2 separate regions of the Macaca mulatta genome follow, and region 2 is linked to region 1. The links are chromatin contacts, called in public Hi-C maps. All regions are on one chromosome and are shown on one strand. The core of a region is the stretch at or near the end of the contact, and the rest is flanking DNA. Distances in the headings are between cores, read along the strand shown. Region 1 holds the start of SGTB (small glutamine rich tetratricopeptide repeat co-chaperone beta). Region 2 holds the start of SREK1 (splicing regulatory glutamic acid and lysine rich protein 1).

What was found. A called contact is a pair of places that touch in the nucleus more often than the background predicts.
Region 2: a Hi-C map of fetal cortical plate shows a contact between it and region 1, with 2.2 times the contacts expected there. The contact joins the promoter of SREK1 here to the promoter of SGTB in region 1. A contact is called at or near these places in 3 of 14 Hi-C or Micro-C datasets (cortical neurons, fetal cortex germinal zone and fetal cortical plate).

The regions. Positions count from the first base shown.
Region 1 is chr6:73,814,002-73,818,862 of T2T-MMU8v2.0, reverse strand. SGTB (small glutamine rich tetratricopeptide repeat co-chaperone beta) reads left to right here and starts at 1,588. Exons shown (of 11, transcript XM_015140127.3): 1 at 1,588-1,780; 2 at 2,890-3,011. The coding sequence starts at 2,912. NLN (neurolysin) reads right to left here and starts at 1,478. Exons shown (of 14, transcript XM_078004772.1): 1 at 1,307-1,478.
Region 2 is chr6:74,256,346-74,261,125 of T2T-MMU8v2.0, reverse strand. SREK1 (splicing regulatory glutamic acid and lysine rich protein 1) reads right to left here and starts at 1,495. Exons shown (of 12, transcript XM_015140151.3): 1 at 1,258-1,495. The coding sequence starts at 1,418.

The DNA of each region.
Region 1 (4,861 bases), core at 339-2,838:
GTTATTTTTCATTAAAATCATTATTTAGGCACGTAGCCTATTTATTACTGTTTTGTAAATTAACAAATACTTAAAATTTTTCCAGCTTTAATGTCTAATATGGTAAATATAAACATATATACCATACAAACAGAAGCTCTTAGGTCCACGGTAATTTTTGAAAGGTAAAGGGGCCCTGAGAATAAAAAGTTTGAGAATTGCTCTTATATGAAGATTTATTTCCTCTTCTCACACCTGCATTATGTGAAGATCTTCATTTCTTGGTATAACTTCATTTGACAGTTATATCGATTGCAGCCTGGAGACCAGCAAAAAACGACAGGCTGAAATATCACAGATCATCACATTAACTCTTTGTAATTACCACTGTCGCCTGCCTGCTCCCTAACTCTACGGACTGAGCAACAAAAAGCTCCATCCATTCAGAGGAGTGGCAATGTGCAAAAGGGAACTGTAGAAAGCTTAAATGCTGACATGTTACAAAGTAGTTTTGTTGATAGCTAGCAAGAAGCACACATTTTCTTTTTTCTGTTGAATCTTCATTTGGATTTACAGTCCTGGGCAGATTTGGAAACGGGGATGGTGGCGGCATTGTTTCCGAAAACCAGCGCATTCGTGCAAAGAATCTAATTCCCTCACCATCTTGCTACTGGTCTGTTGCAGTGGGGTGTGGTTAGAGGGCTAGGAAGCAATCCAAAACAGCAGCTCAGGCTGCCCAAGGCCGTGTACAAGCGATCATTTTCTCCATTTTGGGCCAGGTCAATTTGCACCAGCAAGAGGCAGAATGTTTGTTTCATGGGGAGGAGGAAAATAAAAAAGGAAGTTAGAGAGCATGGACGGAAATAAGCAACACCACCAAAGAGGTTTCATCTCAGGTGGATGTTAAACGATTGGAACGCTAATAATGGGCGCAAGGAGCAAACAAAATTGTTCTGAGTCCACAGCTGCGGCACTTTTAATGACAGGTGTGCAGTTCTGCATTGGGGTTGAAAGTGAAATGATTTTCTTATCCAAACTATTTGCATTCATTTTGGGCCGCGTCTGTGACCAGCCTCGCTGACTGCGGCTGAGGCAGTCCCAAACAAAGGGGAATGGACGTCCTCCCGAGGGAGCGGAGGCGGGAAAGGTGGCCCCAGGTGGCCGCGCCAGGTGTGCCCAGGGGTCCACTTTGCAAGCCGCGGGGAGGGTGCGTCCCAGGAGCGTAGGAGAGGCGCGGTCGGGAAGGGTTGGGTCCGGGCTCCAGGCACCACACGGCGAAAGACCCCGCCCTGCCCACGGCCAAGGTTAACCCGCGCGCTGGAGGTACCTGCGGAGGCTTCGCACAGCCAAAAGGCACCGGGCGATCATGGGAGCGCTGAGAGGCTGGCGGCGGTGGGCGCGTGGTCCTTCAGCGTGGCGCGACAAGGCGTGCGGCAGCGCCTCGGCGCCCGGGAGTCGCGAGCCGGCCTAGCCGCAGAGGCCACAGTGGCTGCCGGGCCAGCGCCCTCCCACGTGCGGCAGCTCCACGCCGGCGCCTACCAGCCCCGCCCCGCGCCGTGCCCCGCCCCAGCCCGCGCGTCCGGCCCCGCCCCAGGGGCGGTGCTGGCCAGACCCGGCCGCTGGAGCTAGAGCACAGCCGGGTGGGCTCTGGGGTTGGCGCCCTGGGGGCCGGGGAGGTTTGCGCCGCCTCGCCCAGTGCTGCGATCCCGAGCCAGGCTTCAGCCCCGAGGACTAGGGGTCGGGCGGGCCGGCCTACGGAACCCCGCGGGCCAGCAGCCGTCGTCTCGCGTCCTCCTGCTTGGTAAGGGGGCTTCTGTCTGGCGAGGGTGCGCCTCCCTCCGCCCCGGACCGAGGCCCGCACTGGCACTCGCTGCACACCGGGCAGGGCCGAGGCAAGGCCGGGTGCCGGAGGGAGGACGGGAGGGAGGGGGAGCTCGATGCGCTCTGGGGAGAGGAAGGGGGAGAAGCCTGGACGAGGCTGGGCATCTCTTTCCCTCTTTGCACCCCCTTTTCCCCCCTTTCTGTTTTTACCTTCTGCCCTGGGGCCTTATTTATTGCTTGTGACCCCGTGGCCTAGAGGCTGACATCGCCTTTAAAATAACTACACAAATCATAAACATTATAGCGGCGGGTACCACACCCTGGCTTTGAATTAGGGAACCTGGGGAACAGATGGATGATGCGATTTAGTGGAAATCAGCCATGAATGCCGGCTGGCCCTGCGCCACTGTTTGGATGCGATAGTATTCCATGTGAATGAACATGACCGGGAGCTTCCAGCTTGTCCACGAGAGCACAGCCTCTGCAGGGAGCGCCGGTCGACTTGTAGTATCCATCGACTTGGGCAGCGATTTCCTGACATGTCTGCTGATTAAATAGAAATGCCATTTTTATTAAGAACGACACTCACCAGTTGAACAACCTTTCGCGAATGTGTTTCCTCATCAAATAACTCTCAACCTACAAAAAGTAGGTAGTGTACATTATTAATACTTTTTTTAGGTCCCATGAAATAGAGGAAGATGCTTGGTTATAGATCAGCTTTTAGTCAGCAGTATGAAAGCCTCTCAACTTAGTACTGAGGCCTTTAGGGGATTTCGGTATGGTGAGATACTCAGTGACAGTCTAAGCTTATGCTGTACTTGTTTTGAAGACATTTTTACTTGTTCCAAGATTTAACATACTCTTATACCACTGGGTATTAATGAAAATATGTAATAAATTACCTTCACAATACTTTGTGCTCTCCTGACTCTTAAAAAAAAAAAAAAAAGATGAAAGGTCATACAGTTTTGTGTTTTGTTTTTACCTTTAATACAGTTTATAACCCGTATCATCTTTGTAATTTATGACTTTTCTGATTGATTCTTCAGAATAACTTAGTTCAGTGTTTTCATTTTTCTTATCAAGGAAAAGTGTTTAAGCTTCTAAAATGTCATCTATCAAGCACCTGGTTTATGCGGTTATTCGTTTCTTACGGGAACAAAGTCAGATGGACACTTACACCTCCGACGAACAAGAAAGTTTGGAAGGTATGCATCTGCTCTTTGTGTTCATTTATATCATAATTATAAACGAGGACTAAAATAGCTGTAAGCCCAGCTTGATGATCTATTGTAACAAAAATCAGAATTTTCTTTGATCTTTCAAGGAGAGGCCTGATTATAAGGTTATCGTATTTCCATTTTCTGAAGCTTGTTTTGTTTAACATCAAATTAAGAGGACTATTGTTTATTTATTGAACAAATACTATATGTAGAAAGTATGCTGTTCATATTATAGGCAATGTTTTCTTCACAGCAACTGTTATGTTAGTATTATCCCCATTTAACAAGTGAGAAAATGAAACCAGGGCCAGACTTGGTAGCTCATGCCTGTAATCCCAGCACTTTGGGAGGCTGAGGCTGGTGGATCATTTGAGGTCAGGAGTTCGAGACCAGGCTGGGCAACATGGCAAAACCCTGTCTCTACTAAAAATACAAAAAGTAGCCAGGTGTGGTGGCACTTGCCTGTAGTCCCAGCTACTCGGGAGGCTGAGACAGGAGAATGGCTTGAACCCAGAAGGCGGAGGCTGCAGTAAGCTGAGATCCCATCACTGCACTCCAGCCTGGGCCATGAGGGAGATCCTGTCTCAAAAAAAAAAAAAAAAGAAAGAAAATGAAACCAAATAGCATAACCAGATAACACAGCTGATATGTGATAAAGCCTGGTTAATACTCTGAAGATCTTGTTGTCTGCATTTCCTAATAGGAAAGCATCCAGTTTAGAAATAATATATAAAAATACCTGAGTCATTTTAATAGCACTATGTAAAAGTCTAATAATTATACCACTCGTAAGATCTGACCAGTGCCTAATTTCGAACTTGAAATGAAAGCATTTCACCTGTGTTTTACATTAACTTTAATATTGGCTTCAGTAATCTGTAAAGTTGAACAGGACGTAGGTGATGGCATCGTGTGTTTCCTCGACACCATCTTTGTTCTTCATGTTTATGTGTTACAAAATTTAAATTCAGTACAACCATAACAAGGTAGAATTTGGAAGATGGGCTTGTGGAGGTTCAGTGAATCTGGTGTCCCCGTGGCCTAAAGTCTTTTATTTATTTATTTATTTTTTGAGACAGGGTCTGTCTGGCTCTGTCACCCAGGCTGGAGTGTAGTGGCACGATCTCAGCTCACTGCAACCTCCACCTCCTGGGCTCAAATGATCCTCCCACCTCAGTCTCCCAAGTAGCTGGGACTTCAGGAGTACACTACCATGCCTGGCTAAGTTTTTTATTTTTTTTTGTAGAGACAGGGTTTCGCCATGTTGCCCAGGCTGGTCTCAACCTCCTGGGCTCAAGTAATCCACTCGCCTTGGCCTCCCAAAGTACTGGGATTACAGGCATGAGCCAGCCCTCCCAGCCCTAAAGTCTTAATTATTGCAGTAAGAGTGCATTTGGAAGAACTTAATAAATAACAGTATAGTTTAAATTTCCCATCTTAAAACTGCTTCTGTAATTTCAACAAGCACTTCCCTGTGAATATGCTTTTAGGAGGTGGAGATGAAAATTGGGCATTTGCTCTAAATATCTGCTTGCAGTCTGGTTAGATGATGTCTTTCCAGGTGGCAGTGAGAGGAGCAGGTGATGCACAGTTGGAGAACATTGCCATCAGTCCATTTAATATTAAGGTCTTTTTGTTCTTGATGATTAGACTATGTGAAGATAAAGTTGATTGGTTATCTAAGGAGAATGTTAGTTATGATTGCTCTGTAGCAAACAGATAAATGCAGTCATTTAAGAAAAGATGTTTCTTTTCTAATCAAAGGCAGCATAAAAGTTTTAAGGGCCAGAAAGAAAATTGAGGGTTTTTTTTTTTTTTTTTAAACCAAGATGTTA
Region 2 (4,780 bases), core at 246-2,745, 440 kb before region 1:
CTAATTATATACTACATCAAAAACAGACAAAAAAGCATTATTAGAATAACTGGGGAAATTTTAATAATCAACTGTAGCCAAAAAAAGACAAAATGCTCGTGAAGGGAACATGGATGTTCAATGTATTACTCTTTCAACTTTTCTGTATGGATGAAATATTCCAAAACAAAAAGCAGACAAGAAAAACTTAAAAAGTAAAAAATAACCACACAACTTTGACATAGCTATGCAGCAGCACTGTTATAACCTAAGATAGAAAACTAAAGAAAAACAGGTCTAAATGCATCACTAGGAAATAAATCAATTTCTTTTTTAAAGAAAGAAATCTTGGGTAACAATTACCCCTTCCCTCAAAGGATTTTGATATAACGAACAAAAAACAGAGGATCTTAATACTGTAAGATCTACTATCAAAAAAAAAAAATGTTTATGTGTGCAAGAATGTGAACAACCTGCAAACCCCTTGCGAGTTTTCTAAATAGATAATATCGTACGAGGGAAATTTTACCATTCCAAAATACACCATCTGGGAAGTGGCCGCGAGCCGTGAATGCCAGCCAAGATCTGGATTTTAAATGTATACGGCAGGGATAACCCTGCACCGACTGACACTTTTTCTGAAAGCTCTGGGACAGTGTGACCTTTCAGGAGAAAAATTTAATCTGTTGCCAAAACGGCGAACAGACATATCTTTGGGAACATGGATGCGCTCGGTTAGATAAATCAAGATGCTAAGTTTTGTGTGACCGTCCTGGGAAACAAATACAGCCCCAGTTCCATCTTGTCATCAACAGCAGGCTTTCTCGTCAGCAAAACGGCCTGACACCAAGGCCTTAAAAACCGGACAGTGGCTCACGCGCGGTCTCCGCGATTTTCAGAGTGCAAAAACGCGATGAGGCGTTTGCCATAGGGCTGTTCCGGGCCCACCTGCGGCCATCTTAAGTTCGGGGGGAAATGAGGAGGAGGGGGCACGGAATTCGAAGACCCATGAGCTAACACAAGTCCCGGAGGCACGGAAAGGGCAACCATTCTAAATCCTTGGTAAGGGCTCCGTGCAGTAGTTAACCCCCCAAATCCGACTAGTAAGGAGAGCCGGACGGCGGAACCCGGTGCCGTAATCAAACATGGGCACTAAGGTAAGCCCGGGCGATCACGTGACACGCACCGCGCGCCCGCGTCCGCGCTCTCCCCCACGCCTCGGCTCCCGAGGTCTCTATGGCGCCCGCGCCCCTCCCCCAGCCGAGCACCAGCACTTACTCCGGGGGGTAGAGCCGCAGCTCCTCGATTTCTCCTAGGAAGGAAAAAAGCGTCCGCATCTGCTCACTGGTCACCGCCGACGACAGATTCGTCACCTGAATCACCGACGTGGGGGTGAGGCCGAAGCCTAAGCCCAAACCGAAGCCGCCGCCGCTGTTCATCCCGACCCCGCTGCCGCTGCCTTCCCGCTCCCCAACGTCTACGACGCGTCAGCGACGGAACCGGGAAAGCGGAGAACGCGCGGCCGCGAGCGCGCTCCCGCTGGCGAATTCACAGCGCCGGGCAGATCTAGCCGCCCATTTCACAACTCCCCTGCTCCCGGGGCTGCGCGCGCCAGCCGGAAGCGTCGCCCCGGCAACCCGGCGGGTCTCGCGGGGCTGCGGCTTCCTGCTCCCGGGTGCCTGGGGCTGTTGCTGCTGCTGGTTTCTCCGCGAGTGTTTTGTTTTTCGGTGTTTTTGTTTTCCCCAAAAGTCGATGCGAATCTTGTGCTCCTGTCTACCCGGTTCCTTCCGGTCTCGGACTGGGAAACCAAGCGGCCTGGCCTGCTGGTGCGGGACTGTAAAGGAGGAATGACTCTTGGGTAACACAGAAAAACACTTGACCAAACTATAGGGCATCCTTATCACATACAGGCAGCACCCCAACTCCAACTATTTAAAAAAATTGGCAAGCGTCCTAATTGTGAAAAAAACAAAATTTTACAAAATGTGTAGGTTCAGGTTGAATTAAGGAAAGAGGCAGTAAGATCAAGGTTTATAACCTGTATTTACTCGCTCTTTCCACAGGTATTGATGTTTATTGAGTGCTATGTCCCAGGCACTATGAGGCAAGGGCACGTAACAGACAGTTACAGACAGTTCACATAGAACTTGCAACCTAATGAGAGACAACAGTAGTGAGTCCAGGGCAGCTGCTCCCAAAATGCCCTCCGCAGATCCCTAAGGGTACCGAGACCTTTTCAGTGGGTTGGCAAGGTCAAAACGATTTTCATAATAATATTAAGAGTTTGTTGACCTTTTTCACTTTGTTGACATTTGCACTAGTAACGTGAAAGATTAAACTGCTGACACCTTAACAGCAATCAAGGCAGTGGCGCCAGTCTGTACTGGTAGTTGCATTTTGTATTCTTCACATCATACAACATTTCAGGTTTTAAAATATGCTAGTTTCACTTTAAAAATGTCCTTCATAAAGAACTAAAAATTATATATATATTTTCAAATCCATGCTTGCATACACGTCTTTTAAAGAATATGTGTGAAAAAATGGAAACTACTGCCGCTACATGCCCAAGTGAAATGGTTGTCTCCGAAAAAACACTAGTGTAGCTCTGAATTTTCACGGGAAAATACAAATTTTGTTACACATGTATCCACCAACTTAAGCTTGACAGCTTTCCAGTACTTAGAGACTTTTCTAGTAAGAGAAGCATGATATTAACAATTTATTTTTGACATTATATAATGAAATATGTCAACATTTTTGTGATTTTTACAACTTAGTGGACACCTATTATTCAAATGGCCAGTGGGTGCCGTTACAAAGGCAAAAAGATTCTGGTATGTGCAAGATAGACTGTTGGATTTCAGTACTTAATTGAAGTGGTTTCAGATTCAGTCCACACTGCAATGCAGGCTAAGAAACTACCACATGTAAGTTTGGTACAGTGTCAAAGAATAATATCTAGAACTACTTGGAAAGGCTATAAAATAGTTTTCCTTTTTCCAACACCTTATCTTTATGAGATCAGATTTCCCCCATATATTTCAACCAAAACATATCACAACAGATTGAATACACAAAAAACTCACGATCACAAAGAAGGAAACGTCAGACACTGGTCTACTTGAGGGTGGAGGGTGGGAGGAGGGAGAGGAGCAGAAAGTTATTGAGCACTGGGCTTAATACCTGGATGATGAAATAATCTGTACAACAAACCCCATGACATGAATTTACCTATGTAACAAACCTTCACATGTACCCCTGGATCTACAATAAAAGTTAAAAAAAATAAAGAATACATACATAGGAGAATTCAGCTGTCTTCTATTAAACCAGACATTAAAAAGTTTTGAAAAATGTAAAACAATGCCACTCTTCTCACCAATGTTTTGGGAAAATATTTTATCATAAAAAAGCATCATTTTTGCCTTAGGTCTCAGTTTCGAAGGAAAAAAATGCATTATTTATATTAACAAAATGGGCTTATAATTATTTTTAAATGAATCTCAAAGTACCAAATTTCTCAGGTTTAATTTCTAATATGGATAGTAATAAAAGCATTTTAGAGTCCTTAATAATTTTTAAGAATGTAAAGGGACCCTAAGATCAAAATGTTTGAGAATTATTATTACCATAGGGATAAGCGTGGGGGGATTCAAAGCACACAGGAGGGCCTCTTAAACTGAGTTCTAATGAAAGACCCCAGAAGAAATATTGCTTGAGCTGAATATTGAACAAATAGGAATTACCCAAGCAGGGAGGGAAGGAGGAGCAGTGAAGAGCATTCCAGACGGAGCATGTACAATATACAAAGGCAGGGAGGTAAAGGAGAGCTCGAGTGAGGTCCAGAAGATTCTAAGTCTATTATTGCTGGGCTGAGAATGACTAGAGATGCGTGCACAGGAATAAGCCTTTATGAAGGATATTATTTGTCGTGGTAGAGGTTGCTTTATCATAAGCAGGAACACCTTGGAGCTGAAGAATGACCATGATCAGATTCACGTTCTAAAATGATTGGCCATGCGCGGTGGCATATGCCTGTAATCCCAGGATTTGGGGAGACTACTGCAGGAGAATTGCTTGAGCCCAGGAGTTTGAGACCAGCCTAGGCAACAAGGAAAGACCCCGTCCCTACCAAACAAACAATAACAGCAAAAAATTAGCCAGGCATGGTGGTGCATGCTTGCAGTCCCAGCTACTGGGGAGGCTGAGGTGGGAGGATTGCTTGAGCCTGGTGGTTTGAGGCTACAGTGAAAAATGAGTTGTGATTGTGCCACTGCACTCCAGCCTGAGTAATAGAGTAAGACCCTGCCTCAAAAAAGGAAGGAAGGAAAGAAAGAGATGACTGTCACTGCAACCTGGAGATACATTGGAAAGGGTGTAGACTAGAGGCAAAGAAGCTGAGTAGGTTATTGCAATAATCTGAATAAGCTATAATGAGGTCTTGAACAAAGGTAAGAGGTAGTAGTGATGGGAAGCAAGGAACAGCCCCAAATTTGAGAATCATTGAACTCATTTGAAGACAAAAGGAATAAAAGTTCTCCACTGAGAAAAATATATATGGGCATACACTCAGTTTTAGCTACAGTTACTGATGCTTTCTGATCCTCCTGAAGTCCAACCATAGATCTCTCAGATTAACAACTAGTTTTGAACAGTTCTCAGACTTCAGTGTGCATCAGAATCAGCACGTCGGCATGTTACAACAAATTGCTGGCCCCATCTCCAGAGTTACTAGTTCATTAAGTCTGGAGTGGGGCCTAAAATTTTAAATTTCTAACAAGTTCCCAGGTGAGCTCCT